3 separate regions of the Sus scrofa genome follow, and regions 1 and 3 are each linked to region 2. A link is a contact called in public Hi-C data. All regions are on one chromosome and are shown on one strand. The core of a region is the stretch at or near the end of the contact, and the rest is flanking DNA. Distances in the headings are between cores, read along the strand shown. Region 1 holds the start of USP8 (ubiquitin carboxyl-terminal hydrolase 8). Region 2 holds the start of TRPM7 (transient receptor potential cation channel subfamily M member 7). Region 3 has its middle 58 kb from the start of SPPL2A.

Region 1 (3,365 bases), core at 682-3,181, 230 kb after region 2:
ATGCATAAAGAGACTGGTGCATGCACTCCAACTGACATCTCCAGCTGAACTCTCAGACAGTATCAACTGCCATCCATGCGAATAAACCATCTAGGATGTGCAGCCCAGGTGAGCTTTCAGATGACTCCAACCCTAGCTGTGTACCTGACGACGAATACATGAAACCCTAACTAAGAACCAACCAGGTGAGTCCACTCAGCCCACAGAAACATGAGAATAAACTGTAGTTTTAAGCCACTTTGTTTTAGAGTGATTTGGTATACAGTAATAGGCAGTGGGGACAATAACCAAGATTTGTTTTTAAAGACTCAATAATATCTAATTTTATTAGCAGCTCATATTTGATGAACACTTCTCCCCCTTTCATCTCTACAAAACCAAGTATATCTTCATGAAGAAAAGTTCATAATAAAATATAGTGCTAGACATTTTATGGGAAAAAAATCTGATGTGCTAACTCTTACTTTACAAAAGCCATATTGGTTCTTTCCCATTATATTCACATTAATAAAGACCATAATGATTGATAAAGTTCAAGTAAATACATTAAAAAATTAAATTCTAGAAAGATATCTTTAAAGTATTTTTGTTTTTCTGTTTTCTCAAAGACTACAATGAATACTTGTGTGCAATTAATGTATATTTATATCATTAATGACAGGTTGTTGTTGTCTTTTACTATACAATCCTTACTATCTAATTTAAAAGATGCATCTAATGTGTCACAAGAAAAGGAATACACATTTCAACATGATAAAGACATAGCACAAGCTACGGCACCTTTCAGATAAACTGATCCAGTACTCTGGGGTCTGAGAAACTATCTAAATTCATCATGAAAGACATTGAACAATGAATCAAACAGAATCTGTTGAAATACAAAATCTGCTTACACAGCAAAGCTACAGAGCAAGCCTAGAAGAGGAACACTTCCTTAACAAAAATCACTTGACATTTTTCATGGCTCCAGTAGGAAGTATTCAAAAATTAAGATGCTCGCAGATGCAGAAAAAGTAAAATCCTCAGTTCGGCATCGCCTACATCTGAAACCCTCAGAGCTCTTTAACAAATATTAAATTCCTTAGGCTCTGCAACACCTCTGTCTTCAGGTAAATTTTTTTTAGTGATTAAGTGATTTGCTTCAAGGTCACAAAATGTACTGGAGGTAAGAAACAAACCCAAAAGTGTGGTCTGCAGCTTTCTGTCTAAATTCTGGGTTCTGGTATTTTCCAAGGTGGAGTGGAGGTGAAATTAACTTGTTTCACACCTCTAGTAGAGAGGCCACATTTTAGGAAAGAAAAGATTTTACTTGGGGAGTCGCAGTTTTAGTTTTGATGAGCTCATTGATTCTTTAAACTCCTACTTGGAATTCACTAAAACCAAGTTTGACAGGATCAGAGGAAGGACTGGAAAACACTCTAGAAGGTTGTATTAAGGCCTGGGAAGATAGCCCAACAGCAGAAAATCTGAAAACAGAGGCAAGAGGGACGAGGTCAAAGTCGGACTGAGCGTTCAAGAAGGTGGAAGAATGGTCAAGGCCACCTTCTAAGACCGGAAAACCTGAGCCCACACGAAACTCGCTGGGCAACTCTAGGTGGGCACCAGCAAAGACTCAGGGTAGGGCCCTTCCTCCAAATGCGGATTCTACGTTCGAGCTGTCCCACCCTTCTCCGAAGACAGGGGTTGTCTCCCGGGTGACCAGCAGCTGGTGGAAGGGGGTTCACTGAGAAGAGCTTCCGGAGGAATAAAAACCAGGATCCAACCCCTCACTCACCTTGGCGCACGGCGCGCTTCACAAATGCCAGCCGCCTTGCCAAAGGCCCATCTCCCACCAAACCGAGGAAGAATCGCTAACCCGACGGAAGCCAGACCAGCTCATCCCCTTTTCCCAATTTGCACTGCGTTACGACGCGTCGCTGCTCTGACGTCACGCAGGGGCGGGGCTGCGCGCGCGCGCTCTCACTGCTAGTTCCTTCCCATCCCGGTCACCGCCTGTGAGAGGGTATGGGAGGGCGGAGGAGGGCTGAGGCGGATGTTTTAGATGGGCAGTATGGGTACGGACCAGGCTACGCTGAGCTGAGGCGAGCTGGCCCGCCCATCCCCTGCGCTCTGTATTTCTCGGGCTTAGATCTGTTACCCTGGTGTTACTCGCATCGTGGGTTTTGCTGCGGAGGAAGCATGGCTGCTTTTAACGCCTGAGCTACGTCTCTTCCTCTTCTAATTGGAGATGTAGGGCTTACAAGAAAAGGAATTTCAATTTCCTCTAATTCTGGCTAAAAGTTTCGCCTCTGGTAAGGGAAGAATGAACACGATCCTAAAAATCATATTATGTATGCATATAAAACGTTAACCAAAATTCTAGTCTTACAAAAACTAAACGAGAGGCCTGAACTTTTTCACAAGGTGATCTTTGTATGCTCGTAGAAATGGTGATTAAATACTCCAATTAGACCATAAATTTAAACAAATTTGGTTGGAGTTTTTGGCCGTGGTCACTAAGCTCCCAAGGACAGTCCAAGTGTCTAATGGATGGAAAAGCTGGAAGGCGGGGTATAGTAAGTGTGTTAAGTGAAAGTGTGTACCAAATAGGTGTTCAATAAATTTGTAATGAATAAATGACACCTAAAGCAACAATGTGTCACATATAGTAGTCTTTCCATTAATGTTAATTTCCTTTACATCATAATGAAGTACCTGCAAAAACATGGTAACTCTTTTAAACTCAAGCTATACACTTTCCCAAGAGATTTAAAACCGATAGAATATGAAGTATACTATACCACCTGAGTATACTATACCACTACTAACTAGGAAACCTTAGAAAAAAATTTCATAACCATGGGGGGAAAATCACAGCTATTGAGGGTGGATCTTAAGAAAGTAAACTGGGAATTCCCGTCATGGCGCAGTGGTTAACGAATCTGAGTAAGAACCATGAGGTTGTGGGTTCGATCCCTGGCCTTGCTCAGTGGGTTAAGGATCTGGTGTTGCTGTGAGCTGGGGTGTAGGTCGCAGACGCAGCTCGGATCCCGCGTTGCTGTGGCTCTGGTGTAGGCCGGTGGCTACAGCTCTGATTCGACCCCTAGCCTGGGAACGTCCATGTGCCAGGGGAGCGGCCCAAGAAATGACAAAAAGACAAAAAAAAAAAAAAAAAAAGAAAGTAAACTGGTTGTTGGTTGTTTGCTTTGTGTGTGTATGTATGTCTGCTGAGCACCTTGATGAATTTGAGTATGCAAAGAAAAAGCCAGAGCAGAGTTTGGAGTGGGAACCAAACAAAGAAGGAAGAATTTGGGGTTCTCTGAAGACAATCTTAGAAGACCCTAGAAATATGAAGTGATAAAGAAAAAAGCTCCTAAGAATGAATC
Region 2 (3,568 bases), core at 725-3,224:
TTCCAGTAGTTTTCCTATGGAGCTTGCTTTTGCTTATCTGAATGTAAACCTCTATACATTATTTGTATGGACGTCAAAGTTTGTGAAACATGTTTTAAATACCTGTGGGAAGTCATAAAATCTGGCTAGTGTCAGAGATAGTCATCATTCATAAACCGTACCACTCACTGGTTGTTTTAGATATAACTTACAATTAGAGCATTCTAAAAATATATTTTCTAAGTTAAAATTAACCCTCTTCATTATTATAGCAGTCTGCTAATATTTAAAAGGTTGCTTGGAGTTCCCATCTTGGCACAGTGGAATCAAATCCGACTAGGAATCATGCGGTTGCGAGTTTGATCCCTGGCCTCGCTCAGTGGGTTAAGGATCCGGCATTGCCCTGAGCTGTGGTGTAGGTTGAAGACTCAGCTTGGGTCTGGCACTGCTCAGATCTGGCATTGCTGTGGCTCTGGTAGGCGGGCAGCAACAGCTCTGATTAGACCTCTAGCCAGGGAACCTCCATATGCCGTGGGTGCGGCCCTAAAAAGACAAAAGACAAAAAAGAAAAGAAAATGGTTGCTTTACAATTGCTGTATCCCTACTGCAACTGTTGTTGAGTTTGCTTGTTTATTTATTTATTTATGCATTTTAGCAGAAGTTCCCAAGCCAGGGGTCAAACCAGAGCTACAGCGAAGGCCTACCCACAGCCACAAGGGATCCCAGTGGAGTCTGCGACCTACACCACAGCTCACAGCGCTGGGTTTTTTTTTTTTTTTTTTTTTTTTTTTTAATGATTTTTCCCCCCATTATAGCTGGTCCACAGTGTTCTGTCAATTTTCTACTGTTCACCAAGGTGACCCAGTCACACATACATATATACATTCTTTTCTCGTACATTATCATGCTCCATGGTAAGTGACTAGATACAGTTCCCAGTGCTAAACAGCAGGAGCCCATTGCTGATCCATTCCAAAGGCAATAGTTTGCATCTTAACCCACTGAGGAAGCCAGGGATCAGACCGCATCCTTCTGGTTATTTCTAGCCAGGTTCTCTACTGCTGCGCCACAATGGGAACTCCTGTTGTTGAGTTAATAATCAACAAAACGTGCTTCCCAAAGTTTCTAAATGTAAATGCAACACTGCGTATTGCATATATTTGTTAACAAACGTAAAGGACAAATACAAAGACGAAATTGTGGGCTAATCACTGACAGTTTTCGGATTGCCCCAATTTTTGTTTTTGTTTTTTTAAAATCCTAATTCTCCTCTCTACAATTTGGGGGGGTGGGGTGGGGTGGGGCGTGAGGGCGGGGAGGAGAGCTCTGAGAGGGAGAGAGGATGGTAGAACATCACAGAGGGTCGGACGGAAGAGAGGAACTCGAAGTTTTTCTGGAGTGAAAAAGCAACACTTAGTAAACTACCACTAACAGTCAATTCTGGGCTGGTGTGATAGCAAAGGAAAAGGAAAGAAAAAAACCACCATCTTTGGTTAAGGCACGTGAGGTGTGTGTGCCTGGGGGCGACATCTCCGGAGGGAGAGGATAGGTCCTATAGTTAAAGTCAGAAGAATTTTAGCTGGCACAAAGAGTGTAAACTAGAGGAAGAACAAGAATTGGGATGAGAAAATTTTGCATTTCGGACTAGGAGAGAGTAATATTTAAGGCCTCTACCCCCGTGCACAGCCAACAGACTGGGGAACGCTGCGCCCGAGCACAGGCAGAGGCCAAGTCCGGTTAGCGGAAACCACTCGCGGCTCGCAACTAGAGGGCCTGGAACCTCAACCCTAAACTACTACTTCCTTAAGTTCCGCTCCCGGGAGGTGACATAGAGTTTTCCGTAAGTCCCGCCTAGGTAGCCCACGGAGATCAGGGGAAGACCCGTAGCGATGGCGGAGAGAGGCTCATGCCCGGCGCATGCGCGCGGCGCGCACGGAGGCGGTCTGGAAGCGCGGGAGCGCGCGCCCTTCACGTGACCCGGCCGCGGGGGGCGACGCACACGACGCGCCTCTCACGTGGTCTGTCTTCAGCCCCGTCGCCGGCGGAGGCGGGCGCGGGCGCGTCCCTGTGGCCAGTCACCCGGAGGAGTTGGTCGCACAATTATGAAAGACTCGGTTTCTGCTGCTAGCGCCGGAGCTGAGTTAGTACTGAGAAGGTTTCCCTGGGCTGTCCTTGTCCGGCGGCCTCTGCTGCCGCCTCCGGAAACGCTTCCCGATAGATGGCTACAGGCCGCGGAGGAGGAGGAGGTGGAGTTGCTGCCCTTCCGGAGTCCGCCCCGTGAGGAGAATGGTACTAGCCCCACGAAGGCCCCGGCGAGGGAATGGTCCTGGGGGTTGCAGGCAGGGAAGGGGGAGGACTCGGCTGGCGAGTGTGTGCGCGGAGCCACTCTTCCTGGGGCGAAGAACCCTCCAATTTCCATGAAGCTTCCGGACTGGCCCTGGCGGGACGGGAGTGCAGGTCTTTCGCGGGTGAGGGGCAGGAAGCAAGTAGCAAATCTAGCCCGACTACTCGTCGCGGGATTCCCCTGAGCGGAGCCTGGGCTCCGGCCCCTCGGGGCGGCAGAGGCGCGAGCCCGGGAGGACCTGGCTGAGCCGAGCGGCCGCAGCGCGCCAGACGCAGCGCTCAGCTTCCAAGCTCCGCATCTCTCGGGAGCGCGTTCCTCCTGGCGCTTGTTACTGGCAGATAAGGGAGCCAAACGCTCTGCTCAAATTCTGCATGGAAGGGGAGGTCTGGCAGGGAACAAAAAAAAGAGAGAACACGAGGTTGGAACTGTGCCTTGTTTGCTGCGCAGTGTATACTCCACAGGTACATTTTCCTCTGGAGTCCGAGAGAAGGGATTTGACGATATTGACGCTAGATCTGGTTTGGAATTTTCTTTAGCAAGAGTTAAGGATTTTCTCGGGACGCTACTGTGGGTACCGAGGCATTTTGTGGTCTGGATTTATGTCGAACCACCTCATTCGTTGCCCTAGAGAAGGGTTGATCGTGTTTTAAACCGAAGATGCAGAGAGGGATGAGGCGCATTGCAGTTTTTGATAGGGATTTTTATTAAGGCTAGCAATAGAATTAGAAGATTTCTTCCAAAAAAGTCACTTAGATCAGAGACCTGAAGAGCGGATAGGTAGGTGTTCCTGGTCAGTACTTGAACTAGATCGGCTTCATGCAAACAATTCTCCCTCTGCTGGAGTCTGGCAGGTTTACTTTTCTCTGGAAACTAATTCAAGTGCCATACAAAACTGAAACCACGAATATACTTTAAATAAATAGTACACCTTCCATTGTTTCCCACCTTTTTTTGTAATGTAAAGGCAGTAAAAACGTCTTTTTACTTTATTTCATAATTTTTAAAGGAATTTAAGTTTTTCTACCGATGCTAAATTTTAACTTTTGTTTCTTAAGTGAATTTCAAGGGAATCTTTTGTGGGGGGGGAGTTGAATCAGAGTGCCTTCTATTTAAAAAAAAAATCAATACTGACTCTTCAGTGATGTGTCTAGTTTTCCTTTTTTTAGGTGGTGTTTAGTGTATATTTGAACATATCATGTAAGTATTCTGAAAAAATTTAGACACGTTAGAAAATGGAAATGAAGA
Region 3 (3,544 bases), core at 222-2,721, 140 kb before region 2:
TTCTGATGCCTGCACCTAGAAAAAGCATGCTCCAAAATGAGGAGCAGTCAAAAAATGTGCAGTTCTCACCATCTATTATCAACATCAGGAATTCACAGAGAATATAAGAGGTAGCAGAAGGCTGAAAACAGTCAAGTGTTCTGATTTCCAAGTTGCAAAACATAAAGCTTAAGCCTGATCAGTAAAAGTCTGTAATGGATTATTAAATAGTTGGTTTGTGAATATTTAAAAAAAGCATGTGGCATTTATCAGCAGCCTACATGGACTCACAAAGAACAAACCAAGACAAAATAATCTATTTTCTTTTTGTCAGGTAGCTGAATTAGTAGCTTGGAGAAATATCACAGACTTAGTATACCTTGAAGCAAAGCTTTTCACAAAGTTTTTCACAACATCATTTTGGAAAATACATGAAATGCAAATTATTAAGTCATTCATAGCTAGATGAATATCATAATTCATATATCTGGACATATGTATCCAATAGAGTGCTGGTCTTTAGCCCCGTTCTCTTTCACAACCTAGAGACACTGAAAGCAGCCTTACTATGTTCTCCTATGGCTCAAAGATGGAAGGACTAGCCACCAGGTAAAGAATCTATATTCACGGTATTCTTAGTTTGGAATGTCAAACTGAAGTGAACAAAGGAATTAATGGGTTATAGGATGAGAATTTTCAGTTCCATGTAGGAGAGACTTTTTTTTTTTTTTTTTTTTTTTTTTTTGCACCCACAGCACATGGAAGTTCCCAGGCCAGGGATTGACCCCACACTGCAGCTGCATCCCGAGCAGCTGCAGTGACAGTGCCAGATCCTTAACCCACTAGGCCACATGGGAACTCCAAAGAGAGACTTTTTAATTACTGTTGTGCAACAATGAATTAGGCAATAGGTTCTCAGTCAAAAACATTTGGGGGAGGGTAGGAGATTTGACCACCAAATGTTCCTAAAAATACAAAATTTATTTTTTCCAACTAGAAAATTAATAACAAAAATTAATAACTAAGCACTGATGGATTTCAAAGATTGGAGAAGACAATATAGGGCATAATATTTGTTTTCATAGAGAAAACAAATCCTAAGCAGAGCCTTGAAAAGTCAGTGAATGGATATAGATGCATGAAATAGAGTAGGTCATTTCAGGATATCATAAAGCATGAAAGCAAGACTAACATGGCATTTTCCAGAGTTGGAAAGTGACTGACCTGGCTAAGGCTTTGGTAAGAGGAAACAGGCCAAGGCAGAATCATGAAGAATCTGAAACCAGGGAAGAAGTTTATACTTTGTACAATAGAGAAGGAATCAGCAGTAAGTTTCTGCTTACACACACCAGAAACCAATTCTGGCAAACTTCAATAGGGAAGTTTTTTGGAAAGATGCCAGGAGTTCCCAGAATCAATGAGAGGGCTGGAAAATCAGGTTTGGAAACATTAGAAAGCAAGGTGGCCTCCAAGGGCTAAAAAGCAGGAAACAGAAGAGTAGCCTTAAAGCATGCCAGAGCACCATGCTAGTGTGAATGAATACCCACTTATGTTTGATCTCTTTATCACACTGCTAACAAATCAAATAGAGGGATATACTGTTCCGAAGCTCTAGTTTGGGTCACATGCCCTTCTCATAGCTGAAGAAGATGAATACTGGATTAACAATTTTTCCAAACTATATCCCCAAAATGAGAACAGACAACTCCCCAAAAGGTGTTGAGGTGTGAAAGAGAAACAAATGCTGAGCAGCCAAAAAACAATGAAAGCTCATTATTAGCACCACTGGAGGTTTGGAGCAAGGTAGCATTGTGATGAAAATAGTGTTACAGAAAGATTTGGCAATTTGCAAATGGACTAGAGGAATGAAAATCTAAAGTGGGTGGATGGTGAATAGGTGGGGCACAGATGATTTTTAAAGCAGTGTAATACTCTTCATGATATTATAATGACAAATACATGTCGTTATGCACTCATCTAAACCTATAAAATATACACCACCAAGAATGAACCCTAATGTAAACTATGGACTTTGGGTGAATATGATGTGTCAGTGTAGGTCATCAGTTGTAAACAAACAACCAAACAAGCAAAAATACCAATCTGGTAGGGGATGTTGATAATGGGGGAGGCTATGTATGTGTGGAACCAGAGAATATATGGGAAATCTGTATCTTCCTCTCAATTTTTCTGTGAACCTAAAACTACTCTTTAAAAAATAGTCTTTACAAATAATCTAATGGCTGTTGGTGAGTTCTCCAGATTTAGAGTGTGGCAATCAGAATAATATAGCAATGATGGTCAAAGTAAAAGCATTAAGTTGTTTTTGGGAGGTTTTATTTGTTTGTTTGTTTTGGCTGCACCCACACTGCAGTTCCAACCTGCACTACCACAGCTGCAGCAATGCTGGATCCTTAACCCCGGCACCACAAGGAAAATTCCAGCAGTACGTCTTGATAATTGCCTGCTTATTAAGGGATAGGAGAGAAAAGATTCAAAGATGGCTATATATTCCTGTTAGAGACTGAAAGAATGATGGTAGGATAAATAAGAAATCTTGGAAAAAGCAGAATCTAGTTTGGAGGTGAAGATAATACTCATGGTGTTGAGTTTAATTGATGGTAAAAGTGTGTGATATGAAATGAGAAGAGTAGGTAGTACAAGAGGATTTGGTTGGAAATGGAGGATTTGGCATGGAGAAAATGATTGAAGTCAAATCAGGCTCTCTTAGAGAATAAAATGGTAAGCATAAATGGTAAAAATTCTCCTCCAAATAGTAGGGAAAAAGAGAACCTCCCCCCCAAAAAAGGAATCAGTAGAGGAGATTTTGGAATTTTTTTTTTTTTTTTTTTTTTTTTGTCTTTTGTCTTTTTGTCGTTGTTGTTGTTGTTGTTGCTATTTCTTGGGCCGCTCCCACGGCATATGGAGGTTCCCAGGCTAGGGGTCCAATCGGAGCTGTAGCCACCGGCCTACGCCAGAGCCACAGCAACGCAGGATCCAAGCCGCGTCTGCAACCTACACCACAGCTCACGGCAACGCAGGATAGTTAACCCACTGAGCAAGGGCAGGGACCGAACCCGCAACCTCATGGTTCCTAGTCGGATTCGTTAACCACTGCTCCACGACGGGAACTCCCAGATTTTGGAAATTTTGAATGAGAACTTCTGTATTGTGAATTTTTACTATAAGTGGTATTACATTTTCCCATTTTTATTCCTGATCCAATTTTCTCCATCTACCCCAGACATCCACTCTAATCATATATCCTTAAATATGTATATATTCCTATAAAATAGGTGGGATCTTGTAGAATTGTGTGTTTGAATGAAAATAAATAGCATTGTACTGTAGAACTTGTGTTATACTTATTGTATTTTTTTTTCTTTTTGCCTTTTCTAGGGCTGCTCCCAGAGCATATGGAGGTTCCCAGGGTAAGGGTTTAATCGGAGCTATAGCCACCGGCCTACACCAGAGTCACAGCAATGTAGGATCTGAGCTGTGTCTGCAACCTGTACCACAGCTCACAGCAAAGCTGGATCCTTAACCCACTGAGCAAGGCCAGGGA

The links. Hi-C and Micro-C count contacts between places; a contact is called where the count stands out from the background.
Region 1: a Hi-C map of skeletal muscle shows a contact between it and region 2, with 6 times the contacts expected there. The contact joins the promoter of USP8 here to the promoter of TRPM7 in region 2. A contact is called at or near these places in 2 of 47 Hi-C or Micro-C datasets (heart right ventricle and skeletal muscle) and 1 of 2 datasets of contacts at active chromatin or transcription factors (alveolar macrophages).
Region 3: a contact with region 2 is called in a Hi-C map of liver, with 3 times the contacts expected there. The contact joins the enhancer-like site here to the promoter of TRPM7 in region 2. A contact is called at or near these places in 2 of 5 promoter capture datasets (fetal liver and liver), 7 of 47 Hi-C or Micro-C datasets (embryonic fibroblasts, epiblast stem cells, fetal heart ventricle and 3 more) and 1 of 2 datasets of contacts at active chromatin or transcription factors (skeletal muscle).

What each region holds. Positions count from the first base shown.
Region 1 is chr1:121,374,223-121,377,587 of Sscrofa11.1, forward strand. USP8 (ubiquitin carboxyl-terminal hydrolase 8) reads right to left here and starts at 1,932. Exons shown (of 21, transcript XM_021095635.1): 1 at 1,775-1,932.
Region 2 is chr1:121,144,119-121,147,686 of Sscrofa11.1, forward strand. It overlaps TRPM7 (transient receptor potential cation channel subfamily M member 7), which reads left to right and starts at 1,975. Exons shown (of 39, transcript XM_021095614.1): 1 at 1,975-2,268. The coding sequence starts at 2,266.
Region 3 is chr1:121,007,465-121,011,008 of Sscrofa11.1, forward strand. No RefSeq gene overlaps it. Among named protein-coding and RNA genes, the nearest start is that of SPPL2A, 58 kb to the right of the region's middle. Within about 2 kb of position 1,472, at least 4 of the 83 cell types and tissues checked have an H3K27ac peak or open chromatin away from gene starts, as enhancers often do. A contact at or near this core is called in liver, where this site is marked.